Linked DNA regions of Mus musculus: all the other regions are linked to region 1. The links are chromatin contacts, called in public Hi-C and promoter capture Hi-C maps. All regions are on one chromosome and are shown on one strand. The core of a region is the stretch at or near the end of the contact, and the rest is flanking DNA. Distances in the headings are between cores, read along the strand shown. Region 1 holds the start of Cyb5r4 (cytochrome b5 reductase 4). Region 2 holds the start of Bckdhb (branched chain ketoacid dehydrogenase E1, beta polypeptide). Region 3 holds the start of Morf4l1 (mortality factor 4 like 1).

Region 1 (2,804 bases), core at 222-2,721:
TTTAGTTTCCCGCTCACAATATTCTCATATAAACATCTTCTTCTGGGGAGTAAAATAAATCCTCAGTGACTGATTTTTCTTACATAGGCATCACAGAAGAAAACTTATTCCATACTTTAATGAGATGGACGATGGACTTGCATGGTTAGGGTGACACAGTAGATTATGCTCATGAAGTCCTTTTAGTTTTTATATAATCACCTGCTCAGCAGTTCAGGTGCAAACAAACATATTTTATTAATCTATAATCTGAGCTACTTGTGAGGATGAGGCAGGAGAACTGCAAGTTCAATGCTTGTCTGACAATATACCAAAAATATTTTCCTGCAGTATTCCAGAATAAAAATGGGTAGAGGTGGAGATGAGAGGTAATTAGCTAGCTAAGAAATGTCCCGTGCTTGAATGACTAAGCATATCCACAGACTCTCTCATAATATTAAACCACATTATCACAACTTTGACTCCCAGGGACTCTGGAAACTACATAGCTGGAGTAAATGATGTGTCCAGAATCAGAAAAAATTAGAACCCCACAGAGAATGGGATGGGTTATTTAGAACTACTCTTTGGGAAAATGTTCTCTTTCTATTGGATTCCACCCTGTGGATCTGTGTATTTTCCTAGCAAAAAGAAAAAGCCAATGTATCACTAACATGGACCCACAGTGTTAGGAATTTCTCTTGTTAACAAATCAGGATAGTATAAGGTGGCCTGTCTTTTGTTACATGCCTATTAATATATACAGTATATGGTTTAGATATAGCCATTTATTTCTTACAGAAACCCAAGCCTATACAGACAAAATGTTCCTTTAATAAAAAGTAGCGTGCATAGGCCATTAAATACAAGGATGACACCAAAACCAAATCACTCTATTTAGGAGTGAGCTACTTGTAGATTTCAGGGAAAGTGAAGAGTTATGGGAGGAGGAAGAATGTGTGAGTGTATGGATAGAGAAGGTCTTCTGGAAACGTCGTCTGGAAACGTCTTTTACTCGTTTTCCAGACTGGTTCCCCAAACGTGACGTTTCTTAACCCACAGCAGAGGCTGCTTGAGTTCGGCTTCTTAGCTCATGAAACTGTGAAGTCCTCTTTCCTAGAGCTTAGTATTTTACAGGAGAGAACTATTCAGCAGTCTGAACGTTTTGATAGTGTTGTTTTCTTTCATATTTCAATTGTTGTTTATCAAGAGACAGGCACTGGTCTTCTTGTTCTACCAGAAATAACCCTCGGCCTCTATCAGCACCAGGGCTGGGGAACAGCTTCACTCTCTGATCTTTCAGCAGAAAGCTGTCATTTCCTTGTGGTGCTGAAGTTTAGGACCAAAGAGTAACTGAGCATGCGCTGCCCTGCCCCCAACCCCCGCACAGCCACCCCTTCCCAAGCCGGGCGACCGGGCTCACAGAGTGAGTGAGCCTTTCCTCTGACTCCGCCCCCGCCCCGCCTCTCGTGAGCGTGATTGCGTCACGACGCGCCTGACCCCTGGCGACCCCGGAAGTGGGTCGGGGGCTTGGCCTCGGCCGGGCCAAGGAGCCCGCACGGACGGTGGTGGGCGCTGGGGTCCCACCAGGGCAGCCTGTCCGGTGGCGGAGCCCGGATGCGGCCCGAGCCGGGGGCCCAGGATGCTGAACGTCCCTTCCCAGGCTTTCCCGGCCCCCGGCTCCCAGCAGCGCGTCTCCTCCCAGGGGCGCAGCAAGGTAAGTGGCGACGCCGTTCGTTCGACTACTAACTCAAACGCCCTAAGTGTGTTTGAGCTGCTGAAGTTGGCCGCGGTAAGTCCACTCGGCACCCCGCTTCCGGCATGGTTGCATTTCTGTCTCAAGCTGTCCTCTCCAGTCTTTTGTTCTTTACGGTCAAAGATCCAGGCTGAGCAGTGGCGGTGGCTAGGGATGATTGGAGTCTGCAAACCTGCCGTCAGATTTAGTGCCACCTCTTCAAGTCGCACTCCTCTGTGTATACGGTAGCCAGTGGTTCCAGCACTGCCTCATCTGTAGACACCCCTGGTTGATTTTGAATCTGGTACCATGCTCTTGTCTATTTGTTGAATATGGTTACTGTCAGCAGCAGGTGGAAATACAGATATATAGTTGCAAAATTCAGTACAAATTGTGTAGTGTATTCATTGCAAGGCGAATGCTCTTATGTTATTTTGCTAGTTCCTTATTCTGTAACCACATCTTGGTATTTTCTTTTGAGACTTCTGTCTTCTTGGGCTACTCGATTCCTTTCTCGAGTTTTATTTTATATGACTTTGAGACTTTCCATTCTTCTCCACTTAGATCTGAGGTTTTGCCCTTAGATCAGAAAAGGAATTGAGGTTTTCATTTATTTTTCAGAAATGTCTGTCCCCAGCTTTAATCATACATAGCACTAAGATGTTTTGTGGGCTCACTGATGGCCATGTGTATCTGGAGTCCTTTTCCTTTGCCCATTGAATCTTCACAGTTACCCTGAAGCTAGGGACGTTTACTATCTTCATTCTTGGTAAAAAGAAATAGGTTGATGAAAGTCTGCTATCAGTCACGTAAGCTTGTGATTATGACATTTCCTTCATTGCTGTGTGTGCGCCTCTGCTCACCAGCCATCAACTGGGTATCTTGCTCTCTCTTTAAGCTAAGTGCTTGGCTCCATAGTCTAAGGTTGCCCTTTGTAGAATGAGAACGTCAGTAACTGACTTTCTTCATTAAAATGGCTATGTTCTCAGCATTCATTTAAAGGAGAAAACTTCTAGGCAAAGACAGCAAGTTCCTTAGATGCGATAGCAGAAGTAAGTTTTGTTGTCCCCAAAGAGGGCAAAGTAAGATC
Region 2 (2,804 bases), core at 120-2,619, 3.1 Mb before region 1:
TCTCAGCATAGGAACAAGACATTTCTTTCCTTGCCCTGGAAGACACTTCATTCTTTCACGACAATGAGCCTTTGCACCCACCTCACCTGTTGTGGAAGACTATGGTTCTCTGTGCTCTGCTTTGGCAACCTCTAATCCTCTGGGTGCAGGTCAGCCTTACCTCTGGAAGCATTTTGACCTTCAAGAGCTTGTTTCTCTTCATGCTGTTCTAAGTCTCTTACCACATTTGAATGCCACTGTCTAAGCTGTCTCCTTTGTGTGCATTTCTGAATACGTAGAATTCCATTTCTACTCTTACCCCGTGCTTCTTAGCTAAACCTAACATCTGTTAAGAGGTCACAAATACTACAGGAGGAATGTTTCTTCCTGGCTCCTTCCTCTCTGTTCTCTCAGTCTGTCATAATACTTTCTCCATTCTGGAATCCTTCCTCGAGATCTAGACATACTTTCTTGCCTCTGTTGTATTCTATTTTGATGGCTATCTTCCAACTCATGGCTAAGGAAGATAAATAAATACACACACACATATCATATATATGATATATATGCGATATCATATTTGATATGTATGTGATATATATGATATATATAAAACACTTAAATATTTTAAGATAAAATTTATAAAGTTGATTATTTTGACTTTAAATCAGTCATTCAACTTGCTTTTTTTTTTTTTTTTGGTTTTTTGAGACAGGGTTTCTCTGTGTAGCCCTGGCTGTCCTGGAACTCACTCTGTAGACCAGCCTGCCTCTGCCTCCCAAGTGCTGGGATTAAAGGCGTGCACCACCACCGCCCGGCAACTTGCATATTTCTAAGTTACACAGAGTAAGACCATTAGGTGATTTTTGCTGCACCTCGACTTTAAATTCCTAGTGGATTTGAAGGCCGAAATCTCTACTTACTATTTTTTGATATGATCTAAATCAGGATAAGCAAAATCAATTTTAAAGATTTAAATATATTTACTATTTCAAAATAAGAGTGAAGGCCTTTCCCGAATTCTAGATTTTTTCGGAAACTCGAAACCAACGCCTGTCTTTGCAATGACCATATTGCACTTACAGACTATGAGAAACACAGCCTAAAACGAAAACGCTACTGAAAAATGCACCGCAAAAATGACACTGCGAAAGAACACAGGCAGTCGCGTTGTGACACCCCAAGTCCTGCAGCTGATTTTGGGGTGGGACCCAGGGACCACATCTCAGGCTGCAGGGGCCTTGGTATGGCTTCCGTCTGGGCGGGCCGCCAGGTCATAGCGTCTCCATCCCCGCCCCCGAACTTCCGTCTCCGATTGGTCTCTTTCACGGACCCGCCCCTCGAGGCTGCCCAATGAGGAAGCCTGCGTCTTAGCTCCTCCCTCCCTGCCGGCAGCGTGGGCTGCGGTGCCTGAGAACTGGGGATGGCGGCGGTGGCTGCGCGCGCGGGTGGGCTGCTGTGGCTCCGGGCTGCGGGAGCAGAGCGGCGGCGGTGCGGACTGCGCTGCGCTGCGCTGGTGCAAGGCTTCCTGCAACCCGGGGGCGAGGACACGGCCCAGAAGCGGCGGGTGGCCCACTTCACTTTCCATCCGGACCCAGAGTCCCTGCAGTATGGTGAGATTTGGGGATCTTGCTGCATCCCGGCTCTATCCTTGCCTTGCCCTAGACTCTAGACTCTACTCTAGAGCCTCCTTGGTTCGGGTCAGTTTGCGTTCCTGTTACTCGTCCTTGGTGATTCTTCCCTTCAGATGCAGCCCCTGGAACTTCAAGATAGGTGAGAGGGCACTCTGCCTTCTGCTAGGGCCTGAGGGTGTAGAGGAGTTGTCCAAAGAGCGCTCCCCCGCCCCCTTCCCCTGAGTTCTATCCATGCTTTCCCCATATCAGGTCTTAGGTGTTAGCTTGTCCTAGACTGAGTCACTAACTTGAGGCAACTGTCTGTAAAACACTTGCCTTTTAATTTTCATTTGAAAATGTAAACCTAGGGAGTAAATACTAGAATTTGATTTTCTCAAGGTCACGAGACAGGTTCTGCCTAAAGATGGGAAAGAATCCAGACTTCTATTTCAGCCTCATACAGAGCTCCTGCTGGGCCCCGCTGTCACCTGGCCAAGCAGTATTCCATAGAGATGGTGGAGAAGAGCGAACAGAAGGGAATGGGGCAGGCTCCTGTCCTGCCACCTTTGCCTCACTCTGACTGTTTCTCCTGTAAGTTTTATGCAGTCGCCCTCCATCCTAGGTCTAACTGCAGAGCACCAGGAGAAAGTAAGGAAAACCTACACTGTTTTTTTTTTTTTTTTTGTCTAATAACTTGGGGCTGGCAGTTTTTGGAAGCCCATCTTTACTTGTGAACAATAATGGAATATTTAACCGAAAGCTTGCTATTGGTGAAATTTACATTCCTCATCTCATTTAGTTCATAGGACAAGATTTAATTTCATGTGAGGTAGGTCATGTTTTCATGTTTGCTTTGCAGTTAGATAAACGGAAGCCTTGAAGCAGATTATTCAACAGTACACAGGACATAAGTTCATGAGACATAGCGCCAATGGTCAGAATCTAGTAAGCAGGATTCCAGACTTGCCACTCCACGGAAGGCAATAAAGAGGCCTTTAGAAATAATTTCAATGACGGGGTTTCCCAGTTTTGTGAAATAGTAGGACTAGAAAGATGAACAGCAGTTCGTTTTTCCCTCTCAGCCTTCAGTACTGTTTTCACAGCAAAGAAACTTTGGCCTGGTAATGGAGAAATAGAGCAGAGGTCTTCCGAATTCTCCTTTCCACAGTTGTGAAATTACTAAAATCCGAGTGATGTCATGGCTCTAGGTTG
Region 3 (2,804 bases), core at 78-2,577, 3.1 Mb after region 1:
AACCGAGTAACTGCTTTCCATTAGCAGTAACCGTTCATCAGCAACGTTCTCAGTCAAAGCCAACTAATAAGCGTTAGCTTTCAAATCGCCATTAAAATCGAATACTACTACAACCAGTCAAGCAACTACTGTATTTAAAAATGACAAAGAGGCCATGCATCTCAAGATGGAAACGCCCTAAGGAGGAACTAAAAACTGTTTCCACGAGAACCGCTCGGCAGAGCACAGAGTACTTAAAGGGCCCTGGCGCACAGCTCCAAAAACAGCAAAACGATGCCCTCAGGCAACAGCAAGCCTAGGAACTCGCTCGGGCGGCTCCAGTTTTATTTTTTTTTCTGTCCCCACCCATCACTCAGAGGCAAGAGGAGGAACTGGTCTGCGCGTGATCGCCGTGCCAGGGGGCGCTGCATCTGGCCCGAAGCTGCGTGTAAGCTGCGAGACGCCGGCAGCCATGATGGCGCGGCCATCTTGCCGCGGCCATCTTACAACGCAGTTCTCCCGCCGCGGGGCGCACAGCCCACCCCCCATCCCCTGTCCTCCCAACAGCAGAACTCCACACAACGCCGAGACAGAGCCGCTCGTTTGTCCAACAGCCTCGAACCTTCGGCCCACAGTCGCCCGCGCGGCCCGCGGCCGAGAGCTAAGCGGGGAGGATGCGCTGCCGCTGCTCCCCTCCCCCACGCCACATCACCTCCCAACCGTCGCCGTCGCCATCGCTCACCCGCCCGCCGGGCACCTCCCTTCAATAGACTTTCTCCGCTCTCGGAAAAACAAACAAACAAGCGCCGAGGCTCTGCCACACGCACGGAGATGCCCTCGGCCCTGGCCGTGGCCGGGGGCTCGCTTTCGCGCCACCGAGCACTGTCGCGGATGACGCACTGAGATTACCCTCCGCAGTGCGCCTTTCCCCCTTACAAAGCAAGGCCTGCACGGTTTCCCCCGGCCGCAAGCCCCGCCGACCCCGACCCCCAAACCTCCAGCGCCCTGAGTCAGCCTCTCTCCCGTGCACCGTTAGATGCCTCTCCCCAAAGCGGCACACTCACCCTCCTGGAATTTCGGCTTAGGGTCCTGCTTGGGCGCCATTTATAAGTGATTCGCCGCCTCCTCCTTCTCCCACCACCCCCGACTACCGCCCCCTACTCTCTACCCCACCCAACTCAGCGTCAGACGCGCCGTCGGCCACAGCCAGCTCTACATCCTGGGCGCGATTTGCCAGCGCCGCCTGACCTCACAGCACCGCGACCCGCGCAGCCGCCGCCTCAGCCAACGGCTAACCGCTACGCACACAAGCCTGCGCCCGTGCCGCCCAGAGGCATGCCGGGATTGGTAGTTCGACCTCGGATGACGCCAGCAGGGTGGGGGAGGGGAGTGGGAGACAATTGCCCCCCCCCCACGCCCGCGATCCACCACCGCCCCTGTCCCCAACCCCAGCCCTCTAAGTATCCAGACCCCAGAGGCTTGTTAAAACCCAGATTTTTATTTTCTGTAGGTGACAAAGAGGAAGGAATAAGTAAATCACTAGCTAGTGACGAAAGGATGGGAAAAACTCAAGGGGGGCAGATGCTTAGATAGGAAATGAAGCCAGGTAAATGTGGTGGGGTGTTGAAGTGGCCTGAGGACAGGACTGTCTCTGCAGCCTGAGTTCCACGGCATCACCAGGACTTGGCCTAGGAGAGCGCTGGAAGCCAGAAATGAAGCTAGATGCGAGTGAGAAGGTGATCCTCTCCAGAAGCTTCGGTGTCTAGAAAGCCATGCCCTGTTTGAGGGAGTTGGGGGTTGGGAGGGGGTGGGGGTCCGGTTCCCATGACTATTTGTAGATTGCAGCTTCTGACTCTTGAAGTACTTAGTCTCACTAAAGGGGGCAAACCTGGATTGCTGTCAAAGTCAAGGTTCCATACTTAACCCCTTTGTACCATCTTTTGCCATCTTATTTCTTTGGGGTAGTATTGGATGTATACTCAAAAAAAAAAAAACCCAACCCACAACAACAACAAAACCTCTCTTCACATTGTTCCTATGTTCAAAAACTCCTTAATGTACTCTGCTGTGAAATAACACTGTACCCCTGTACCCACTAAATTACATGAATTGCACACAAAGGATCAGAGCTGTTAATTAGGGAGATAAGTCAGAAAACAGTCACCCTGATATTTGAAGCCCTTCCACACTTTGTAGCTACCTAATTATCCTAGGCAAACCTTTATGTCAAAGCCTTTTCTCTTTTCAACAGAGTCTTACTAAATATATTTAACCCTGGCTTGCCTGGAACTGGCTATATAGACTGAGAGGACCATGAACTCACAGTGTCTAGCTCCTGAAACTCTGTCTCTATTTTTTTTTCAGTTATTTTTTTTTTTTTTTTTTTTTTTGAGACCAAGTTTCTCTGTGTAGCCCTGGCTGTCCTGGAACTAGCTCTGTAGACCAGGCTAGCCAAAACTCAAACATTTACCTGCCTCTGCCTCCCAAGTGCTGGATTTAGAGGTATGCACCACCAAACCTGGTTCTGATGTACTTTAAACTACTTTGTGAAAAGTTTTCTCAGGTTACATTTCAACCAGCAAGTTGAGGATACCTGTTTTCCCACATCCTTGCCACACATGTTATTTCCACTCTCTGATTTTAAATCAACAGAAGTATGTTGTGCAGAAGAAGCTAGGTATAAGAGTGAACATTTTCATCATTGATTCAAAATCAGGACAGCAGCCAGGCAGTGGTGGCACATGCCTTTAATCCCATCACTTGAGAGGCAGGCAGATTTCTGAGTTTGAGGCCAGCCTGGTCTACAGAGTGAGTTCCAGGACAGC

What was found. Promoter capture Hi-C pulls out the DNA fragments that hold promoters and counts their contacts. A called contact is a pair of places that touch in the nucleus more often than the background predicts.
Region 2: a contact with region 1 is called in a Hi-C map of CD4 T cells, with 5 times the contacts expected there. The contact joins the promoter of Bckdhb here to the promoter of Cyb5r4 in region 1. A contact is called at or near these places in 1 of 39 promoter capture datasets (pre-B cells) and 1 of 484 Hi-C or Micro-C datasets (CD4 T cells).
Region 3: a contact with region 1 is called in a promoter capture Hi-C map of pre-B cells. The contact joins the promoter of Morf4l1 here to the promoter of Cyb5r4 in region 1. A contact is called at or near these places in 1 of 39 promoter capture datasets (pre-B cells) and 1 of 484 Hi-C or Micro-C datasets (CD4 T cells).

What each region holds. Positions count from the first base shown.
Region 1 is chr9:87,020,558-87,023,361 of GRCm38.p6, forward strand. Cyb5r4 (cytochrome b5 reductase 4) reads left to right here and starts at 1,472. Exons shown (of 16, transcript NM_024195.2): 1 at 1,472-1,696. The coding sequence starts at 1,622.
Region 2 is chr9:83,923,768-83,926,571 of GRCm38.p6, forward strand. It overlaps Bckdhb (branched chain ketoacid dehydrogenase E1, beta polypeptide), which reads left to right and starts at 1,370. Exons shown (of 11, transcript NM_001305935.1): 1 at 1,370-1,592. The coding sequence starts at 1,403. Gm36278 (a long non-coding RNA gene) reads right to left here and starts at 1,238. Exons shown (of 4, transcript XR_379675.2): 1 at 1,063-1,238.
Region 3 is chr9:90,113,493-90,116,296 of GRCm38.p6, forward strand. Morf4l1 (mortality factor 4 like 1) reads right to left here and starts at 1,328. Exons shown (of 12, transcript NM_024431.3): 1 at 1,044-1,328. The coding sequence starts at 1,083.